2 separate regions of the Zea mays genome follow, and region 1 is linked to region 2. Evidence: chromatin contacts called from public Hi-C data. All regions are on one chromosome and are shown on one strand. Each heading gives the region's core, a stretch centred on a gene start, on an enhancer-like site or on the middle of the called end of the contact. The rest is flanking DNA. Distances are from core to core; before and after follow the strand shown.

Region 1 (4,245 bases), core at 914-3,413, 140 kb before region 2:
GCAGCAAAATCACAAAGTTAAATAAATAAAGATCAAATTATAATCATACTTCAAAACAACAACATTATTAAGCATACTTCAACGGGTTGACCATTAACTTCGCGTGCGACAAATTACCAATTACTAAAATATTACGAAAGATGTGTGAAGCACGAATCCAGTATCCATATTTTGTACACTAAGGGCTAGTTTGGAATTCCATTTTCCTAAGGAATCTCTATTGCACCAAGAAAAATTAGTTTATTTTCTCTTGAAAGATAATATTTTTTGAGAAAATAGAGTTCCAAACTAGCCCAAAATATATATACTCTTCTTGTGCATAAAAGAATGTAATTTTCACTTTTGTGGACCTAGAGTACTGTAACTAATTGATCGCAAAATTTGCAATGTCTGGGTCTTTAATTTAATTTTTCTAATGCTCTTGATATTTTCGAAAGAGAGGATACAACTTGTATATACAACTAAATATATTAATAAAAATATAGTTTAACTAAATATATTAATAAAAATATAGTATTTATGATTGTATTATTTATTAATCTTCTCCACGGCTTTTTAAAATCAAACCTTCTCCGTAACTTGGGCCCGTGTTTACTCATACTAAATCTCTATCACATCGAATGTTTGAATGTCAGTTAAATGCAATATAATTATAAAACTAACTATATATACGAGGACTAAACGATAAGACAAATATATTAAATCTAATTAGTCCATAATTCACATATGTGATGTTATAGTGAGCATTTGCTAATTATAAAATAATTAGGCTTAATAAATTTGTTTAGTTGTTTAGTCTTTAACTATGTAATTAGTTTTATAATTAAACTTTATTTAATACTCGTAATAAACATTTTAAATATTCGATATAACACATAATAAACTTTAGTCCCTAGAATCAAACACATTCTTAATAAATATTCGAGCTAATGACATATTCCAGCGTTCGAATAAAGTAGATCTGTATTGTTTGTTTGGAAAAAAAAATCTTGAATACCGGGTTTAAACCCCTTTCTTTATAGCCCCTCATATTTACGAGCGGCAAGTCTAAATTGACAAAAGTTGCATGGAGTCCCAAACAATTACGAATTCTATGTTATGGGCCTGCAGCCGGTGAATACGAAGCCTCCAAAGGAAGGAGTTTATATTTAGGTATTGTTTGTTTCATATATTTGTAATGTAATAGTAACAGATAATATTAAATTATATTTATTTATTATTTAACTTTGATCGTAATCAGATATCACACTAGAAATTGATATTGACCTATTCAAATTTATTACTACCGGTAAGTCGAGTGCTATCGTTGCTATTTATGTTACATTTGGAGAACTAAACAACACCTAAAGACTAGTTTAAAACTCCATTTTCACAAAAAGTTTCTATTTTCCTAAGGTCTAGTTTAGGTATTCTAGTATTTAGCTCAATCCACATGTATTGAGGTGTAACTTAAACTAATTTACATCTAATCCATCTTAACACATGTAGATTGAGATCAATACTAGAGTATCAAACAAAGTCTAAAGGAAAATGAACTAATTGCCCTTTAAAAGTAGAAATTCTAATACCTTCTTCGATTATTCCTATACCTCATAAATCGAAAATAATTAAAAAAATTATAAAAGATTTTGATTTGATATCGAATTAATCTTATTCAAACCCATTCGATCCATATGAACTGAGAATTGGTTTCCAACTAGCCCTAAATAGCTCCTTTCCCCCCCCCGGCTCCCCCCCCCCCCCCCCCCCCCCCCCCCCCCCCCCCCCCCCCCCCCCCCCCCCCCCCCCCCCCCCCCCCCCCCCCCCCCCCCCCCCCCCCCCCCCCCCCCCCCCGTTGTTTGTTCAGGGGTCGCGACTCGCGAGTGGTCACGGTCCCCGTCTCTGAACAGCCTAGCAAAGCTCGGCCGTCATCTTTACCCCTTGTCCCCTTCCCTCCCGCTTCGCCGTCGCCGTCGCCGCGATCTATCCGCATCTAGTGCACACGCACTCGTCCCTATCCCCTTGCGCCGGCGTGTGTCGCGCAGAGAGCGGAGCTTATCCATCATATTACCAGGACATGATGATTTACCAGTCGCACTCTCACCAACCGCTCTTGTTCGCTACCAGATCCACAGCGCGCACTTGTGCCTATTTATTTATTGTGGAGGCGTGGGTCGGCAAGGGACTCGGATCAGCCGCAGTTGATCTGGAGGCGCGGGCCGGCCATGGAGGAGGGTGGCGAGCACACGAGTCTTCTGGTCAAGGTACGGCGAACCTGCTGTCGATTACCCTCCGCCGAATCGGAGCTAGCTCTTGTTTGCCGCGGAACGGTTTGTTTCCGGTACTAGAGCTGCGTGCCTTTTGTATCCCAAAAGCGGCGATTTAGATATGAGATAATTGGATTTTTGCCACTCACAATGTTGTCTTCTTGTTATAATTATCTGAGTTTCACAAAGGGGCTAATTAGTCTAGAACTGTGGCTGACGGGCATATGACGTGACATGCCCACAGGCGTGCATAGTGAATTGCTCGTCACGACCGATCTATTTGTGTTACTCTGTCGTGGAATTCTGTAGATCGTGAAGTATGCGCAGATGTGTGCATGTGATTGTGAAGTGAAGTCGTTTCTTGTAAAAGGTTCGGAACTGAAAACCAGGAGAAACTATTGCAACATCCAACTCTTATTTCTTTCTTGCTTATTATTGACTGCACAATTTAGATGATTGGACTTTATTACTGAAAGTTGTCAAGGACCTCCTTACAGAAAGTTGTCAAGGACATCCTTACAGAAAGTTGTCAATGACCTTCTTACAGAAAGTTGTCAATGACCTTACAGAAAGTTGTTAGATACTGTCGAAAATTTATTTACCGTGAGAAACATTATGGTCTACCTGGCCTTCCTTCAGGATGATGCATCATGTCATGGCGAGGAAACACAGAGTCTATTGGAAGCAAATCTAGGGTCACAGCTGAAAAGTAAATGCTCTGATTGGAGAGCACCGGCACTCATCCTGGGTGAGTCATGCTATGTCAATTCTCACATTTGTTCTGTGTAGTATCAATAAATTCTTCTTTTAAGTTGTCTGATAACCAACTCCTGTGTAGAGCATCTATCACCCTTTTATATTCTTTAGTGTTATTTCTTCTTAGATCTTTTTTTTCTGGCTACTGGTATACAAAGAGATTTTCCTATCCCCCTTGCCACGTTTCCTGTAATTAACCTATCCATGGTTAGCATTCTTCTTGATTCTGCGGCTAAGAGAATAAACAGAAAAAAAACTTTTAAAACCTAGTTCAAATCTTGCAGGATTGTAATTAGTGCTGCAATGCTGCTGCATTCCTTGATCGGGACGGTGTTAATCAGTTCAAATCTTGCAGGATTGGAATGCTTGGAGAGCATGGCTTTCAATGGCATTGCCACAAACCTAGTTGTGTATCTCCGTTCAGTTCTCCATGGGGGTATTGCTTCCAGTGCAGCAACTGTATCTCTTTGGTATGGGACAAGCTTCTTTGTGCCAATTCTTGGAGCCGCCATAGCAGATACTTGCTTGGGAAATTATAAGACCATCTTGATCTCCCTTATCATGTACCTATTTGTAAGATAATCTTTTCCTGCTCAGCTGCTTGTTCTTATTCACCTTTCCATTTCGAGTTTGGTAGACTATTTTCGATAATAGAATGCAAATGCTCATTGCAGGGAATAGTACTAATTACAGTTGCAACGTTCATGCCTTCTACTTCAGTCTTGTGCGACGTCAGTTCATGCTTGTCATCAAATGGAACTCAAACCGTGATTTTCTTTGCTGGTTTGTATCTCACTGCTGTTGGATGTGGAGGAGTAAGATCTGCATTGCTTCCGTTTGGTGCTAACCAGTTCAACAACGAGAACAGTCTAGACATAAAAAAGAGAAGAAATTTCTTCAGCTTGTTCTATATATGTGTCATCTTTGGTGTGATTACTTCTGGGACAATCATAGTTTGGGTTCAGGAAAATGTTAGCTGGGCTATTGGATATGGAGTCGCCACTACATGCATAGGTCTTGCTTTGATAGGATTTCTGGTGGGAACACCAATATTCCAAGAAGATGAGCCTTGTGGTTCTCCAGTGAAGAGTATTTTCCAGGTTATTGTTGCCTCTTTTAGGAACATGAGCTTGGAAGTACCTGCTGATAGCTGTCTTCTGTATGAGGTCGGGAGCAACCACATACAAAGGACAAAACTTGCTCACTCTGATGATTTTAGGTACCTTTTTTTTGTTACTTACCA
Region 2 (4,213 bases), core at 1,582-4,081:
GCTGATAGCATCTAACAACAGTCGGGGTCCATGCGAGAAAGCCACCGGCGCGGACGTGCATCACCTGTCCAGATGCCAGGTAGCATTGCGGGCTTGCGGCCCCCAGCCGCGCCGGTCGCCGTTGACGTATCCGCCGCCGCCCACAATCTAGATTCCTATCTCGACGTTGACCTCTTTTTACCCCGGGGTGGTGTCGCCGGTGGCGGACGCGCGCGGGTCACGTCACGTCCTGTCCAGCCTGGCCACCTCTCGCCGTCGGTACTCCTGTGCTCCGATCCCGCTGCGCTGCATGCACTCGGCTCTCCGACCGCTCTCTGATGTCCGGCCGGTCAGCGTCCCCACTTCGGCCTGACGCGCTACGCTCCCGGCTCACAGTTTGCTTTGGCATGGACATTGGAGAGCTCGAGTCGCTGTGGACGCCGGGGACGACATGCATGATTGCTTCCGGCCACCGCCGCTACGAGCCCAAGGCGGTGGTGCGCGTGAGCAGTTGACAGGCGCGCGCCCCATGCATCGTCGACAGGTCACGAGCGGAGTTTCTAAAACTAGAAAACATTTTTTTGATAATAAACGAACCATGGTTTTAGAAACTAGTACAAGATTTGTAATATCTAGTACCTTTTGAAAACCAAAGTATTCTAAACGAACCTCCACAGACCAAGTGAAGCTCATCGGAGGAAACAAATGAAACAAATCCCCAAACACTAGTCCTAATTGCTTGCTAAAAGAGAAGGTTGTTGGGCCCAGCAGCACAGATTGGTCCCCAGATATTTGTGTTTTTTTATGCTTCATTGTTAAGTGTCCACGTGTCAAGGTTTCTGATGCGCTGAGAATATATACTGCAAATTAGGGAGCATATATATGTGATGATAGATGCGGAAGTATGGCATATTATTATATATGTGATTCTGTTCCAGTGTTTCTGCCACCGGATCTACTTCTGCATTGTTCTTCAGCTGGGGCATCGCGTTGTGCTACTGTGACGATTCCATCCATGATTCCGAGGGTTTCAGCTGGGCCGGGAAAACCAGTAGTTCCAAATTGCCATGCACGAAAGCTAGTACGTTCGAAAGGTTCATGACGATAGAGGCTGTCTCTTGAATTTGATGTAACGCTTCCTGATGAAAAACTGTCATCCGCACACGCATGCGCGCGCCTCCCCTCCCCAAACCCATATTGTGCTTATTAAAGCGTAATTGCCAAAGAAAAACAAAACAAACACTAAACTATATCCTGCAGCTAACAGGTCAGTCCAAATCCACTTTCAATTTAAAATGGAGAGGTATCATTGTTTTTTTAATGATTAATAGTGTCGTCGACACTTGTCGTCATGTGACGTGGCATCTTAAAATTTAAAATTATCTCGGCACAACTAATAATAAGTTGTTCAGGTTTGTTTATACAAATATGCTGCCATGGACAACCTGATATTTGTCATGCTTAGCGAACCTAGTATATTATGACTAACACATTTTTTCTATTTTATTATTCTTATTGCCGTCCTGGTCGTGTCTATATATATATATACGAGCTGAGAGGATCGGTTTTGATTCTATTTAAAATCACTAGAACACTTTCAAACAATTTAAGGCAATATTGACTCTAGTTAGAAAATTTGACATGTGTACGAGAATCTGAACCCCTATTTGTATCAAGGCTACTGGCAATGTCGCCATAGCTCAGTTTAGCAGCAGGTACGAATCATGGGATTACCAAGAGGTTAAGGAACGTATATTGGTTCACTGGCTCCATTCAGCACAACATTACTTACCACAAAAAGAAAAGGAAAAAAACGAAGGTCAACTTGGCCAGTAGGCCGGCGCTATTTGCCGACAACAAGCAAGAAGCCGGCGCCGGCGGGCCCCTTCACTCTTGAGCCATGCAAAAAGCATGGACGGCCGGCGACGGTCACAACCCGTCGTGCCTGCGGAGCCCTGACGGCGATGACGACGAGCCGTCGCAGTGGCCATACGCGCCACCTTTCCCGCCCATGGACATCTGGTGGTGCGGCGGCTGCTGCGAGTACCCCGACGACGCGGCCGGCGGGTACATGGGCTGTCCCATCATCATGATCATGCCGCTGCCTCCGCCGGCGCCGTACATGCCGTAGCCGACGGGCACTCCCGCGCCATTGTGCGTTGACGACGGCGGCGGCGGCGGCTGCGAGCCCGCGGCCGCCTTGTCGCCCTCGAGCTCGCGGAACTTGTGGAGGTAGAGCTTGAGCGGCTCGACGTAGTCCTCGAAGCCGAGCGTGGTCATGGCCCAGAGGAGGTCGTCGCCGTTGATGGTCTTGCGCTTCTCGCGCTGGCACTTGTCGGAGGCCTCACCGGTGATGAAGGAGATGAACTCGGACACGCACTCCTGCACCGTCTCCTTGCCGTCCTTGGATATCTTGGCGTTGGCCGGGAGCGCCTTCTTCATGATCCGGCTCACGTTCGCGATCGGCAGGAACCGGTCCTGCTCCCGCGGCGACGAGAAGTCCGCGTTGCTCGGCCCGCCGGACTCGTCGTTGTCGGAGTCCGGCATCGCGGCCGATTGAGCCACCAAACAGTGTCCGATCCGGTCAAGTCAAACAACTCCGAGGAGGCTGACCAAAACGATCCAAACACACTGCCTCTCCGAAGGAATAACTTCACGAGCAGCAGCGGCGGGAGCGCAGCAGACGCAGAGAACCAGCAGGACAGCTCTGGCTGGGACTGGGAGGATAGGAGGTAGAGGAGAGAGAGCGGGATAGCAGCGGCGGCGGAGAGCGAGCTGGAAGCTGGGCCTGGGAGGGACCGAGGGAGAGCGGGGCAGGAGAGCGGAGTCCGAGTGGAGAATGGGGGCACCGGCGCAGCGCTCGTCGCGACGGATGCATCGTGGGGATAAAACGCATCGAGGGGAGACGTGTCGCGCTACCGGCCGTTTGTTTGTCCATTAGCCGATGCCGTCCGTTTCCGCCACAGTGGCGGAGCCAGGGCCGTCCGCGTGGGCCAGGGCGTGCGTGATCGGGTGCGTGATCCACGGGGTGGTCCCTGGGTGGCTGCCACGTAGGAGTGAAAACGTGGAGGGAGTGGGCCTGACGTGTCCTTGGTCTATTGACCGCTTGTGTGACGTGTCTACGACTCTAGTTTCAACTGCAAATATCTTGGGAGATGGCGAGACGTGAATTGGCACCATCAACTTTTTTTTTCTTAGATCAAATAGACAATAAGTTTAATATTTATATAGCATTTTTCTTATGCGAAGAAAAGAGACATAAAAAATAGAGGACCCAGACTCTCATGTGACAAGATAAAAGAATGAAAGGAAAACAGACAAAACAATAATATAAGAGTCAATCTTATAGCCAGCTTTATTATATAAGTATGTTTATTATTAACTCTAAACGATATGATAAGGAGTTAGAGTTAACAATGAACTCTATTATTAAACTTGCTCTTAATAACAAATTTGCTACTGGAACCATCCATTGATCGGCGATCGGCGCTGAGAACCACCATGCCTGAATGCTAACTACGCTAGTACGTAGGTACTGGTCTTGACATACTTCAGTGGTTGCTTGTTTGATTGTTTCTGTTTGTAGGTATATTCCTTTTGTTTTAAGCTATAAAATATCTTTGTTTTTCAATTATTCCTATATATCTAGATATATCAAAATCTATAATTTCTAGGTGTGAGCCTATAAAACCGGCTCTATATGTATCTATATACAAGCTAAAAGTATTTATTACAATTTTAAAAAATAAGGTAATATTTTACTAATTGGTGAGATTAGTGAAGCCTCTACATTACAACATTAATATATATTTAAGGGTCTGCTAATAGCTAAAAAGTCATTAACTATTAGTTAGCTAATAGCTAAAAAAATTATAAGACGTGATATAAAAATAGATTCTATTTTTCAGAAAATTACAAAGATCTAGTATATTAATTTGATGTACACTACTACTCAGCATTGATAATAACATATATCGTTCTATGAAATATATATTTGTTTTCTTAAAGCACAGCTGCATTGTCATTATGGAAAAAACATAGATGATCCTAACTCTATATCTAAATTGCAAGCATCTATCCTGTCACCATGAAACATAACCTAAAATATCCCTCTCCTAAAAAAAAAGGATCACGTTGCCATTATTATAGATAAGCTAAGGAACCTTATCTAAATCACCATCTTATGATATTATGAAACACAATAAGAATATCCTCTCAAGTCTACATTTAAATC

The links. Hi-C and Micro-C count contacts between places; a contact is called where the count stands out from the background.
Region 1: a contact with region 2 is called in a Hi-C map of bundle sheath, with 2.0 times the contacts expected there. The contact joins the promoter of LOC100283453 here to the promoter of LOC103647828 in region 2. A contact is called at or near these places in 2 of 25 Hi-C or Micro-C datasets (bundle sheath and leaf).

The regions. Positions count from the first base shown.
Region 1 is chr2:217,320,776-217,325,020 of Zm-B73-REFERENCE-NAM-5.0, reverse strand. It overlaps LOC100283453, which reads left to right and starts at 2,163. Exons shown (of 5, transcript NM_001156354.1): 1 at 2,163-2,243; 2 at 2,886-2,994; 3 at 3,358-3,575; 4 at 3,677-4,221. The coding sequence starts at 2,205.
Region 2 is chr2:217,179,260-217,183,472 of Zm-B73-REFERENCE-NAM-5.0, reverse strand. It overlaps LOC103647828 (nuclear transcription factor Y subunit B-10), which reads right to left and starts at 2,831. Exons shown (of 1, transcript XM_008672332.3): 1 at 1,707-2,831. The coding sequence starts at 2,526. The coding sequence ends at 1,909.